Linked DNA regions of Sus scrofa: region 1 is linked to region 2. Evidence: chromatin contacts called from public targeted proximity ligation data. All regions are on one chromosome and are shown on one strand. The core of a region is the stretch at or near the end of the contact, and the rest is flanking DNA. Distances in the headings are between cores, read along the strand shown. Region 1 holds the start of TAOK2 (serine/threonine-protein kinase TAO2). Region 2 holds the start of PRR14 (proline-rich protein 14).

Region 1 (6,743 bases), core at 3,848-6,347, 430 kb after region 2:
TTACACCATAGCTCACAGCAACGCTGGATCCTTAACCCACTGAGCAAGGCCAGGGATTGAACCTGCGTTCTCGTGGATACTAGTCAAATTTGTTTTCACTGAGCCATGAGGGGAACTCTTCTACCCAAGTTTTGTTGCAGCTTACTGAGTATTGCTATGATTGTTTTATTGATTGTGAGCTAATTTAAATTAATTTTTGTGGAGTTCCCGTCATGGCGCAGTGGTTAACGAATCAGACTAGGAACCATGAGGTTGCAGGTTCGGTCCCTGCCCTTGCTCAGTAGGTTAACGATCTAGCGTTGCCCTGAGCTGAGGTGTAGGTTGCAGGCGCGGCTCGGATCCCAAGTTGCTGTGGCTCTGGTGTAGGCCGGTGGCTACAGCTCCAATTCGACCCCTAGCCTGGGAACCTCCATATACCGAGAAAGTGGCCCAAGCAATAGCAAAAAGACAAAAAAAAAAAAGAAAAAGAAATACATAAATTAATTTTTGTTTATATTGATACACAGTTATTTTCATTTCTCAGTGATGTAAATGATGGCATTAGGGCCCTTTATTACACAGAATCAATGCCAGAATACCTGAGGTAGTAGGAAGCCTGCAGAAATGAATGCGTCTAAAGGTGGATGGCCGCCATCCTACCCTGCATTTTCTTCCATCTCCTTCCCTGTGCCCCTCATAGGATCTTCTGGAAGCGATCTGGTCCTCATTACAGCCAGGGTGACCACAGAAAGGACCTGCCTATATTTCAGTGCTGCTCCAGGAATCCTGCCTTCCAGCAAGCCACCCATGTCCTGCTCTGAGGAGGGAGTAGGAAATACCACCCTGAGCCTTATGGCTGAGGGGTGTGTCAGTGTCTGGAGCCACGAAGGTCTTGTGCTCACCAAGTTGCTCACCTCGGTAAGAGCTTCCGATTATTGGAGTTTCATAAACTACCATGCTGAATGATGTGAGGTTTGTTTTTTTGTTTTGTTTTGTTTTGTTTTGCTTTTTCTAAGGGCCACTCCTGTGGCATATGGAAGTTCCCAGGTTAGGGGTTGAATTGGAGCTGATGCTGCCAACCTACGCCATAGCCACAGCAATTCGAGATCTGAGCCGCATGTGTAACCTACACCACAGCTCTCATAAACACTGGATCCTTAACCCACTGATTGAGGCCTGGGATTGAACCTGCATCCTCATGGATATTAGTTGGATTCCTTTCCACTTCCCCACAGTGGGAAATCCATGAATACTGTCTCTTGAAGGTGCCTGGAGGCAATTTTACCTAGTAGTAAAAGCATAGGCTTTATAGTCCTGCCGCAGAGGCTGCGTGACATTAAGCAAGCATATGAGCCTCTCTGAGCCTCAGCTTCCTCATCTGTAAAACCATGATACTATCTCCTAATTCCAACAAATAAGGGTAAGTGAGAATGAATGTCCAGTGCCTAGGTTAATGCCTGGTTAGTAAGAGATTGGCTAAATGACAGCTATTAGTATTAACTATTGTCTTTAAATACAATAAAACATGATCTTAACCTCAAAGGCATTCAGAAGCTGTAATTAGAGGCAGAATGGGCTAATTGCTTTCATAGAAACCTGACCAAAGTGTTATTCAAGCAGAGTAAGGACCACTTAGCTCTAACTTGGACATTTATGGAGAGTGCCTCACCAAGGAGGTGGTATTTAAGAAAGGGAATTGTTTACAGTAGTTTATAATGTACAAAGTGCATTCAGGTTCATTATCGCATTTGATCTTAAAACAGCCTTTTGAGGTAGCTGTTATTATCCCATTTTACAGATGAGGAAACAGACTTAGAGGGAGTGTATTGCCCCAGGCCACGCAACTGGTTAAGTGGCAGAGCCAGAATTGCCACCTTCAGCCATCTGATGAGTCCCAGGCTCATTCTTCCCTGTCAGGATGATCCTTGAATGAGGAAGATTTGAGCAGGGATGCAGGAGAGGGGGTTCAGGAGATGGGGGGAGATCTGTTCTAGGCAAAGGGACTGACCTGAGCACAGGCCTAGGGAGTGAAAAGTGTTCGGTCTTCAGGGGCATTCCATGATGAAGGCTTAGGGGTGCCTTAGGGGAAGAGGCGAAAGAGATACAGGGAGCAGGTCTTGAGGCTCCGTGATGCCTGGCTGAGATGCTAGACTTGATGCTTCAGGCCATGGGAGCCGCTGGAGCCACTGGTGGAGCAGACTGGCTAAGTGGAGGAGAGAGACTGGTTAGGAGGGAGCTGCATACCCTTCCCTTACATCGGCGAAGATCCTGCTGAAGAGCATGACCTGGGAGCTTGGAATCAGAGTTCTTGGTTTCCAGACCGGCTCTGCTTGAACATCTTAAAATGCAGACAATAGTGAACGTCCCTGGAGTTCCCATTGCGGCTTAGTGGTTAACAAACCTGACTAGGAACCCTGAGGGCAGAGGTTCGATCCCTGGCCTTGTTCAGTGGGTTAAGGATCCAGAATTGCCGCGGGCTGTGGTGTAGGTCGCATGCTGGACCTGGATCTGGCGTGGCTGTGGCTGTGGCGTAGCTGTAGCTGCGATTCGACCCCTTAGCCTGAGGACCTCCATATGCCGCAGGGGTGGCCCTAAAAAGACAAAAGACCAAAAAAAAAAAAAAAGTGCACGTTCCTATCTCCTGATGTCATTATGAATGTTCAGTTTGATGCTTGGGCAATAAAGCAGTCTGTAAACCATTGAGACAAATGTGGAGTTCCTGTCGTGGCGCAGTGGTTAACGAATCCGACTAGGAACCATGAGGTTGCGGGTTCGGTCCCTGCCCTTGCTCAGTGGGTTAACGATCCGGCGTTGCCGTGAGCTGTGGTGTAGGTTGCAGACTCGGCTCGGATCCCGCGTTGCTGTGGCTCTGGTGTAGGCCGGTGTCAACAGCTCCGATTAGACCCCTAGCCTGGGAACCTCCATATGCCGCGGGAGCGGCCCAAGAAATAGCAACAACAACAACAAAAAAGACAAAAAAAAAAAAAAAAAAAAGACAAATGTTAGCCTGTATAAAAATAACATTTTCCTTTTAGTTGCTCCTCTCCCCCATGGAGGCTTCTCTCTATAGCCCTTAGGTTAGGGTATCTAAGATGTCTTTCCAAGGGAAGTTTCTCTACAGTGCCTCTCCATCATTCCTCCTCCCCTCCCTGTCCTCACCCCTAGGAGGAGCTGGCTCTGTGTGGCTCCAGGCTGCTGGTTTTGGGCTCGTTCCTGCTTCTCTTCTGTGGCCCTCTCTGCTGTCTCACTGCTCTGTGCTTCCCCCCGCGCCGGGAGTCCCACTGGTCTAGAACCCGGCTCTGAGGGCACTGGCCTAGTTCCTGTCTCGTTCTCAGGTAAGGTTCTTTGCCTCAGTCCTGTGGGAACAGGGTATGGGGCGGGGGTGGCAATTCTAACTGAGAAAGAGCCATTCCTAAACAATATGGTTTGGCTTTACTTATTTCTGTGCCTTATATGGGTGGACTCATATTCTTTTGTGACTGACTTCTTTTGGTTAAACATTCTGATTTTAAGATTCATCCATAGGTGTAGTTCTCATCCAGGCTTTTTGGCATCAGTGGTGAATGAAGAGGGTTCAAATTTGATATGTTCTGGATATGAATTAATGTTTGTTTTGCATTTGTCCTAAAATTCTGATACCCTGTTTTATGATGCAAATTTTGTAAAATTCATTTTGAACTGCTCAAAGGAATTGATTGATGATTCCATTTACTGGGCACATACTACGTGCCCAAGGACTTCACATGCATCTTCTCTTTTTCCATTAGCCATCATTCCATTTAGATAAAGTTGATTCTGCTAGCAGGGTCTTTGGAGGGAACACATCTTCCAAAGTGGGAGTGTGGGACATATTGGACTAGTTAGTGGGTCAGCTCATTATGGTTAAAATATATATATATATATCCTGTAAAAAAATCTCACCCTTTCAGGTGAGTCTCATATAATTTGAAAATGAGTCATATATTGTACACCCAGCTCCTAAACTGTTCTCAGCTTGCTGGCTGCTGTGCCTTAGGAAATAACTGCGAGAGAAGAAGAAACAGCACAGGCCCAGGGAATGGCTCTGACGAAAGGATTTAGACCCTCAAGACTTACCTAGTTTTCTTCTTTTTCCTTTTCCTTTTTTTTTGGGGGGGGGGGGCTCTGCCTGTGGCCTGTGGAAGTTCCCAGGCCCAGGTATCAAACCCATGCCACATCAGTGGCCCACACCGCTGCAGTGACAAAGTGGGATCCTTAACTTGCTGTGCCACAGGAATTCCGCGACCACCTACCTGGGATGGAGAAAGGCGGATCCCTCTCAGCCTTTCTTAGATCTGAGCAGACTGGAAAGGAAGAGTTTCTGACTCCTGGCAGATCCTGGGGTCCTGAGGCCATCTCAGTTGGCATAAGTGCCTGTACCTATCTCTAGTTGTCACTTCCTCTGCTCCTTCCTCAATTTCTACAGCCATCCCAGAGCTTCCTCCACGGGTCCTCTGACCTGCCCTGTTTTTTTATTTTGTTCTCTTCAGGTGTGAACTTCTTGGGTCTTCGTTCGGAGTTGGAAGAGATGTTACAAAAAGTGGAGAGCTGGAATGTGGGAGGAAATAAAAGGCTTTTTTTTTTGCCCAGCGTTTCCCAGGGTGTTCATTGGGAATTGGATTAAGGTGGGAGTTTTAGGGTAGAGGGGCTTGCGAGGTTTTGGCGGATTTTTCCTTGTTGACTCTCTAGTTTGGGATACAGGTCGGTATAGGGCATAGGTTACTGCAGCTCTCGGGTATGGTCATGGAAATGCTTTGACATAAGTGCAGTGTGACCTTGTGCACGTCATGCTGCAATGAAGAAATATGACAGAATTTTACCAGCAAAGATTCCTCGAACTTGGTAGCCCACGTCCCGGCTGGATAGTTACTAAGCAGGACAGTCCGTTTTCCCGCCTTTTCCGCGCCCAGCAGCAGTCTTCCCTTACCCCTCCCAACCTCTACCCTGCACGCAGGCGCAGATCGCAGCTTCTTATTTCCTGCCACCCGCGCCCCCTCAAAGCTTCCCCTAGCAACAAGCTCGGGCTCAGCGCTAAGGCGGGGCGGGCGCATGCGCCGCAGCCCTTTCCACCACCAGTTGTCGGACAGCGCGCTGGGCTCCTCCCCCTCCAAGACTGGCCCTTCTCCCGGCCTCCTCCCACCCGGGGTCCGCGTGGCGGGGCGCGCGCGCACTCTGGCTGGGTTACTGCCCAGCTCCCCGGCCGCAGCGGTAAGGGGAGGGGGCGGGACTATTCCCTTCTGAGCCCCGCCCCCTTGGCCCGGCGTCTCTACCGCGCCTGCGCGCTCCCGCCCGGTCTCCATCTTGGAATTGGGAGGAAGAGGGAGAGGGAGACCGGGACGAGACCGGGGCTGTGGTGCGGAGAGAAGCTGAGACTGAGAAGAGGAGAGGGAGAGAGGGCACGGGGACCGCCCTTAGCTACAATCTTTCCGCTATCCTCGGGAGAGAGAAGGGGAAAGGGAGGAGGCCGGGGCGGGAGTGGAGGCTGTCACCCTCGGACCCCGGCGTGAGAGGGGCCGTGCGGTCGACCGTCCTCGGGGTAGGCCCCCTGTCGGTGGCCGAAGACCTGGGGCTCAGTCCCTTCGGTCTCGAATTTCCGGGCTTGACCCCACGCTTCTCAAATATCCGGGTATCAGCCCCTCAGATTTCAGATATCCGGGACTCGGGTCCCAACCTCTCTAAACCTGGGGCTCTGTTTCATAGAATTTCAAATATCTGGTGTTCAGGATCCTGCGTGTACCAGTATCCGGGGTTCATTCCCCACTAGTTCAGATATCAGATTCAGCCTCCCCCCGTTCAAATATCTGGGGCTCAGACCCCACAATCAGAAATCCGGGATTCAGCAACTGTCGCCCTCGAGGAGGAGGAGGACTGGACCGCGAGGTCAGATCAGGTTGTCACCCCCTCCCCTCCACGGGAGGCTTCCCGGGCCCGCCCCTCAGGAAGGGCGAAAGCCGAGGAAGAGGTGGCAAGGGGAAAGGTCTCCTTGCCCCTCTCCCTGCTTGGCAGAGCCGCTGGAGGACCCCAGGAGGAGGCGGAGGCGCTGGGGCACCATAGTGACCCCTACCAGGTGAGACACGGGGTGCAGGGGCGCGGGTCCCTGTGTCTAGCTTGAGAAGAAAGGGTGCTTCTTTCTGGGAAGCTGGCCCTGGGTAGGCCCTGTCCTCAGGATGGGGAAGCCCAACGGGGCCAGTGGTCAGCCTCTGACTAGCCTTGCCTTTTGCTGCCACCCTCTTTCCCTTCCTCTTCCCTTCATTATTGCCTGGTTGCTGGGGGACCTCAGGTGACAGGGTCTCCGATGTCACCGGGGGTCATACCCTAGGGTGCTTGAGCTAATCGGATGGGTTTGTGCCCTTCTGGTCTCTCTGTTCACTTTGCCCCTCACTGCTACCCCTTCTCCATGATTGTAACCCTCTTTCCTTACTGCTCTGGGTTGTTGATTCCCATGCCTCTGATCCCTGTGGTGGGTCTGTTTATCTGTTTTTCAGGCATGGTCTGGTTGGGTTTCTTGTCCTTTCAAGGAAGTGTGTGAGTGCATTTGTATCTGGGGGTACCTGGCAATATTTCCCCCCAGCCTATTGTTACCTTCCAACCTCTTGCTGTGATGGTAGAAGTGAGCCCATTTGTCTGGCAATTTATTTCCAAAGTGCTTTATATCTCTTCTCTCATGTGACCTCTTCCCCTCCATTCATCTGGTGAGGGGCTCATTGATTGCTGTCTTCCCATTTTACAGTTGAGAACATTAAGGC
Region 2 (5,980 bases), core at 1,001-3,500:
TGAAGTTCGCATACCTCAACCGGGGCTCTGCGGCTGGCAATGTCTTCTAGCATCACCACCAGAGTGGGCTGGGGGGCCTGGTCCACCTTTTGTGAAGGGCCTTCCTCTGGGCCAGGTGTTGGCTTTGAACGCCGCCTCAGGGTGGAAGGGGGCCGATGGACACGGCTCAAGGGCTCTCGGCATAAGCGCAGTGGGTCGGGGGGCCTAGGGACGGAACAGGAAGATCAGTAGGGCTCAGCTGGGTTCCCAGCTTACCCCTCATCCTGCCATGCTCACCTGGCCTGTGAGCACCACGTGGCTTGTCGGGGTGGTGAGGCAGGTGGCTGGCTTCGGGCGGAATCCTGATGGTTGCTGCGGTGCCGTGGGGTGGAGATCTCCTCTTGGGGCACCAGGGGAACCTAGGAGAGGAGGAGGTGTCGAGAGCAAGGTGACGGACAGGGCTTCCCTGGGCCTAACAGTGTCCTCTGCCATACAGATGGCAGACATCGTGCCTAGAATTCATTCGCGAGCCCAAGAAGTCAGCTGAGCTGAATTAAGGACCAGATAATAGAGTGTCTTGAGCTGCTGGTGTGGGACTTGGGTAATATTCACCCAGGTTTCTTTGTAGAAATGAAAAGGAGAAGGTACCCAGAGAGAGTCACTGCCCTATTTGGGGCCTCAGTTTTTCTAATCTGAGCAGTGGAACCAAAGACCTCAGCCTGCTTCCTAAGGGTTGTTTAGAAGTTGGGCTGGGAAGAAAGCAGAAGGGTTTCTCATACTTAGAGTCGTAGGGACGTGGTTTCAGCCCAGCAGAGTCGGTGGTGAGGAATGGGTCCAGGAGACCCTACCCACTTCCAGGTTAGAGTAAGTGAGAGCCGAGTGGGAGGCTGCCTGATGGATGAGTGTGAGAATGAGGTGTTTGTTATCCTCATTAAAGAACGGGTTTGGCTTTGGTACCCAGGAGACGGGAGGGAGAAGGGGGCCTCTCAGTTCAAGGGGCTCACCATGTGGGCAGCCATGACATCTTCCAGGACCACAGCCAGGACCCGCCGAGAGGCTTTTTCCAAGGGCGAAGGGGCCCCAAGGGGCTGCAGTTTCGGCCGTTTGGGGCTCCTGGCTCCCCATAATGCTCGAGCCAGAGGCTGGCGGCACAGACGCTGCCGGCCAGGCGGGCTGGAGGTGGAGAGAAGCAGAGGACGGTCCTCTAAGCCTGTTGTTGGCTCTGTGGTTTCCCCGGTACGGCCACCAGGCTCCCCGTTTCCCGGGCTCAAGACAGGCGGGCGGGGTGCGCTCTCACCTGGAGTCCCCGGGCAAGTCCATGGGGGAAGCGGCGGCTCCGGGGAGTCCCTGGGGGATCCCAGGCTCCAGCCTGGGTTTGGGGGGGAGCGGGGGAGCGGGGAGTGAGGGCCAGCCCCTCCCCTGGGGCTCCGCCCTTCATGGTCCGCCCGAGGCTCCCAGTAGCCCAGGGGCCGGAGCCCTGGGGCTCGGAAGGGCGCCCTCGTCTGGCCGCCGGGAACGGGTGTCTTCCCGCTGCTGCCGCGATCAGTGGATCACTCGCGCCCTGCCTGGCCGCGAGAACCTGGATTGCAGCGGCCCCAGTTCTCCCACGGCCCAAGCCTCCTGGGGCCTTTGTCCCTTCAGATTCTGCCCTGAGATCCCCCGGGATCAGCTGGGATCCCGGTCCTCAGAGGCTCAGTTTCCGCCAGATCCCTCTGTAATCCTCATCCACTCCCAGTGAGTGGGCGAGGACTCCGAAGGAACACTCCCACACGCCGACGGTTCCCCCCCTACCAGATCCCCTAGACTGGATCCCCGCTGAAAGAATCCTATAGCGCGGTTCCTCCAGTCAGACGCCGCGCGAGGATCCTCCTCTCCCCGTGAGCTTCGGCTCCACAAAGCTCCACTCAGAAAGGGGCTGCCCGAGCTTGAGCATCACAAACTCAGTCCGGATCCCCGGGGATCCACTGTCAAGCAGATACCCCCTTCACTCCAATCCCGGGAGGTCCCGCCCACAGACCCCCTCCCTCCGCCCTCCCCGGATCCCCGCCCAGCGCTCTCCCCAGCCCGGGACCAGATGGTTCAAAAGTTTCCTTCCCTCCCTCCTCCCGCCCTCTCTTCAGCCGCTCGGTGCCCTCCCCCGCGCGCCGCTCACCGCCGCCTCCCGCGGATCCCGGGTCTTCGACGGCTCCCACCTCCGGCTCCTTTAAAACTAGCCTTACCCAGCTCTGCCCAACCGCCGAGGGCCTTCTTCTCAGAGCCTTTGGGCAACGCCCAATCGCCGGTCGCCGTCTTCCGGGGTGGTGAGAAACTAAGTGAAGCCGCCTAGCGGCCATCATCCCTAGGGGCAAGAAGCCAAATTGGGCAGCGCCGCCATTATAGTTGAGGGCAGATAGCGCTGTCCTCAGTGGACCGCAGTGGGCCGGATGGCGTCATCTTTTCCGGCCAGTGAGTGGCCGAAGATGATGCCAAGGTTCTTGAGCTACTGAGGCAACTGTCATGAAGCTAGAGTACCGCCACGTTTTTTAAGGGCATCTTCCGGTTCTTTCGTACTTGGGCCAATAAACGTGAACTGAGTGCTAACGATATGTGAAATTCCCAGTTGCCTAGAGAGGCCCCTTTGAAGCCTTTTCCAGTACCATCGTGGGTTGCTGAACCGGGTTCCCGAGTTGCACGGAAGTGTTTGGCAGCGGGTGGCGGGGACCAGAGACAGGCTGGTGCCACCTCCTGCTTCTCTGGTTGCGTGGCGTCCTGGAGGGACTGGGCTGAGCGGGGGTGCGGAGGAGGCTGGGGCGTTGAGCTTCACTTCACCCAAGGGTTGTGTACCTCTTCCTGGAGGAGCGGGGGTTTCTGCCGCTGGCGCTGGGGGCTCAGTATAGAGGTGCTAGTGCCAGGAGACCAATAACAACCTTGGGGTGCTCGGTGGGGTGCGGCCGCTTTCCTCTCTTTTCGGGCCTCCCCCGAGCCCTCTTTCAAGAGGGACCTAGCTGATGGGCTGTGTAATCAGTCCCATAGTAGTAAGGGACCAGGGATGGAATCCTGCTGCTTAAAGGGGCTTCATCCTGAAACTTTTATACCAGGAGCCAGCTGGTGGTGGGGAGGTAGTGGCTTCTTGCACTGTGAAGGCACCCTCACCGCCTAACCAAAACTCATGCCTCCACTCCTTCCCCAGGATTCCCTGGTCCAAGCTAGTACTTATTTTCTTGCTGGAGCAAGAGAGCCTGAAGCCTAGAATCCTGCGTCTGAGATGACGGTGCACAAGTGACCTAACCCAGCCCAGCATGATTCTCGCCTATGAGATTAAATGATAAGAGTAGTGACACAGGGATTTCTCACTGTGGCTCAGTGAATGTGGACACGAATTTGACTAGCATCCACGAGGATTCGAGTGCGATCCCTGGCCCCGCTCAGTGGGTTAATGCCCTGGCATTGTCTCGATCTGCGGTGTAGGTTGTAGACACGGCTCAGATTCCACATTGCTTTTGCTGTGGCTGTGGTGTAGGCCAGCAGCAGTAGTTCCAATTCAACCCCTAGCCTGGGAACCTCCATGTGCCAAGGAAGCAGCACTAAAAAGAAAAAAAAAAAAAAAAAAAGAATAGTGACACAGAAAGGGTAGAATGGAAAGAGCCCCCACTGGTAAGAATTGGTGTAGAAAGTGAAGACACCCCAACTTGGTAACCAAGGACTCATTCAGAGAGATCTCCCAGGACTACAGCAACTCTCTTCATAACACAGGGCCTGCTGGGTCCTTTGGAAATCCGCCATGAGGCTTCTAGTTCAAATAGGTAGCTGTTCTTCCAGCTGAGGTGTTCATTCCCCTCTCCCCATTCAGGACTGGCTACACAAGTAGCCTGAGGATGAGCCCCTGCTGGTTTGGTGATGCTTCCTGCTGTGTTTGGAGAGCCCTTCCAACCTTGGTGAGTTGACACCCCCTGCCCCCAACAGACTCTCACTTTCCTGCTTAAACACCCAGGTATTTCCCAGACTTCAGGACAATGAAAAGCTTTTGCCTGTCATGGCGCAATGGAAACGACTCCGACTAGGAACCATGAGGGTGCAGGTTCAATCCCTGGCCTCGCTCAGTGGCTTAAGGATCCAGCGTTGCTGTGAGCTGTGGTGTAGGTCACAGATGAGGCTTGGATCCCACGTTGCTGTGGCTGTGGTGTAGGCTGGCAGCTACAGCTCTGATTCTACCCCTAGCCTGGGAGATTCCATATGCCGCAGGTGCGGCCCTAAAAAGCAAAAAAAGAAAAAAGCTTTTAAAGGCAGAGCCTGCCTGATCTGAGTTTGTTTTTTCGGTCACTAAGAAATTTACTTTTTAAAAAAAAAATCCTGGAGTTCCCGTTGAGGCGCAGCAGAAACGAATCCGACTAGGAACCACAAGGTTTCGGGTCCGACCCCTGGCCTCGCCTAGTGGGTTAAGGATCCGGCGTTGCCATGAGCTGTGGTGTAGGTCACAGATGCGGCTCAGCTCTGGCGTGGCTTCGGCATAGGCCGACAGCTACAGCTCCAATTGGACCCCTAGCCTGGGAACCTCCATATGTCACCAATGCAGCCCTAAAAAGACAAAAAAAAAAAAAAAAAAAAAAAAAGGACAAATAAAAAAATCCAAATGCTGGCATTGTCCAGAAATTTTTTTTTTTTTTTTTTTTGGTCTTTTTGCTATTTCTTTGGGCCGCTTCTGCGGCATATGGAGGTTCCCAGGCTAGGGGTCTAATCGGAGCTGTAGCCACCGGCCTATGCCAGAGCCACAGCAACGCAGGATCCGAGCCGCGTCTGTAACCTACACCACAGCTCACGGCAACGCCGGATCCTTAACCCACTGAGCAAGGGCAGGGACCGAACCCTCAACCTCATGGTTCCTAGTCGGATTCGTTAACCACTGCGCTACGACGGGAACTCCTGTCCAGAAATTTTTAACAGGTTTATTTATAATTGGTATAAAGTTGAATTGCTGAAACTTGTTCACTTAAATATATTGACTTGCATTAATGCTTTATGTCCCCGCATTTATATTAAAAATTCACATACATGGGAGTTCCCGTTGTGGCTCAGGGGAAATGAATCTGACTGCTATCCATGAGGACACAGGTTTGATCCCTGGCCTCACTCAGCAGGTTAAGGATCCAGTGGTGCTGCAACCTGGGGTGTAGATTGCAGATGTGGCTCGGATCCTGCATTGCTGTGGCTGTGGTGTAGGCTGGCAGCTGCAGCTCCTGATTTGACCCCTAGTCTGGAAAACTCCATATGCCACAGGTGCAGCCCTAAAAAAAAAGGAAAGGAAGAAAAATTCGCACACAAATGAAAATGGAAAAACTGCCAATACCTGATTTCTGTCCCCTATTTTTCCACTTGCAATCATATACTTAGGTACTTTTTGGCCCCATGGAAAAAAATAGCTAACGTTCAGAACTACCAATAACAGGAAGAAGAGAATTTTTTTTTTAATGAAATGTTTCCCAGCATAGTGGATTCTTAAGCACATTCTCCGCGTTTGCGGTGTGCTAGCTGGGTATCTTTTGGCATAATTGTTATACATTTGGATGGATAGTGCACAGGTTAGTGTCCTCAAAAAGGCCAACTAGCTAGGCCTCACTTGCCTCCTGCGAAGCACCAGTAGCTGCACTCTGGAAGCGCAGATCTGTACTGAAGTCCCGAGCAATTTCTCGCACCAGACAGTGTGAGTGGAAGCTGGCTAATCACAAGTTCAGGGAACCTCTGATTTCACAGAGCACCAGGGTGCCAGGCCGGGAACGATGAAGTTTCTTTACCCCTCCAGTAGAGGGTGCACTCTTGCCAGCGGCTTTTGCAGCCAGTTCCTTCCTCAGTGCTTTATCGCAGGTGGATTTGCAGGGGGGTCGGCTTTGTATGAACCACAGTATAGAGACCCCCTCACTTACCCGCCTTCTCCTTCGGCTGGAGCTCTGCGAGCTAGAGGGAGTGCTGGCGTTAGAGAGTGGAGGCGGCTGCAAACTGATCAGAGTTTTGAATCTCTAAGTATCCC

Evidence for each region.
Region 1: a contact with region 2 is called in a targeted proximity ligation map of alveolar macrophages. A contact is called at or near these places in 1 of 47 Hi-C or Micro-C datasets (embryonic fibroblasts) and 1 of 2 datasets of targeted methods (alveolar macrophages).

What each region holds. Positions count from the first base shown.
Region 1 is chr3:18,173,250-18,179,992 of Sscrofa11.1, forward strand. It overlaps TAOK2 (serine/threonine-protein kinase TAO2), which reads left to right and starts at 5,098. Exons shown (of 18, transcript XR_002342897.1): 1 at 5,098-6,064. It overlaps TMEM219 (insulin-like growth factor-binding protein 3 receptor), which reads left to right. Exons shown (of 7, transcript XM_021088010.1): 5 at 680-897; 6 at 3,145-3,314; 7 at 4,488-4,585. The coding sequence ends at 3,282.
Region 2 is chr3:17,749,130-17,755,109 of Sscrofa11.1, forward strand. It overlaps PRR14 (proline-rich protein 14), which reads right to left and starts at 2,251. Exons shown (of 12, transcript XM_021086416.1): 1 at 2,132-2,251; 2 at 1,277-1,348; 3 at 984-1,152; 4 at 277-398; 5 at 15-204. The coding sequence starts at 1,299. It overlaps LOC110259905 (a long non-coding RNA gene), which reads left to right and starts at 2,513. Exons shown (of 2, transcript XR_002342364.1): 1 at 2,513-3,893.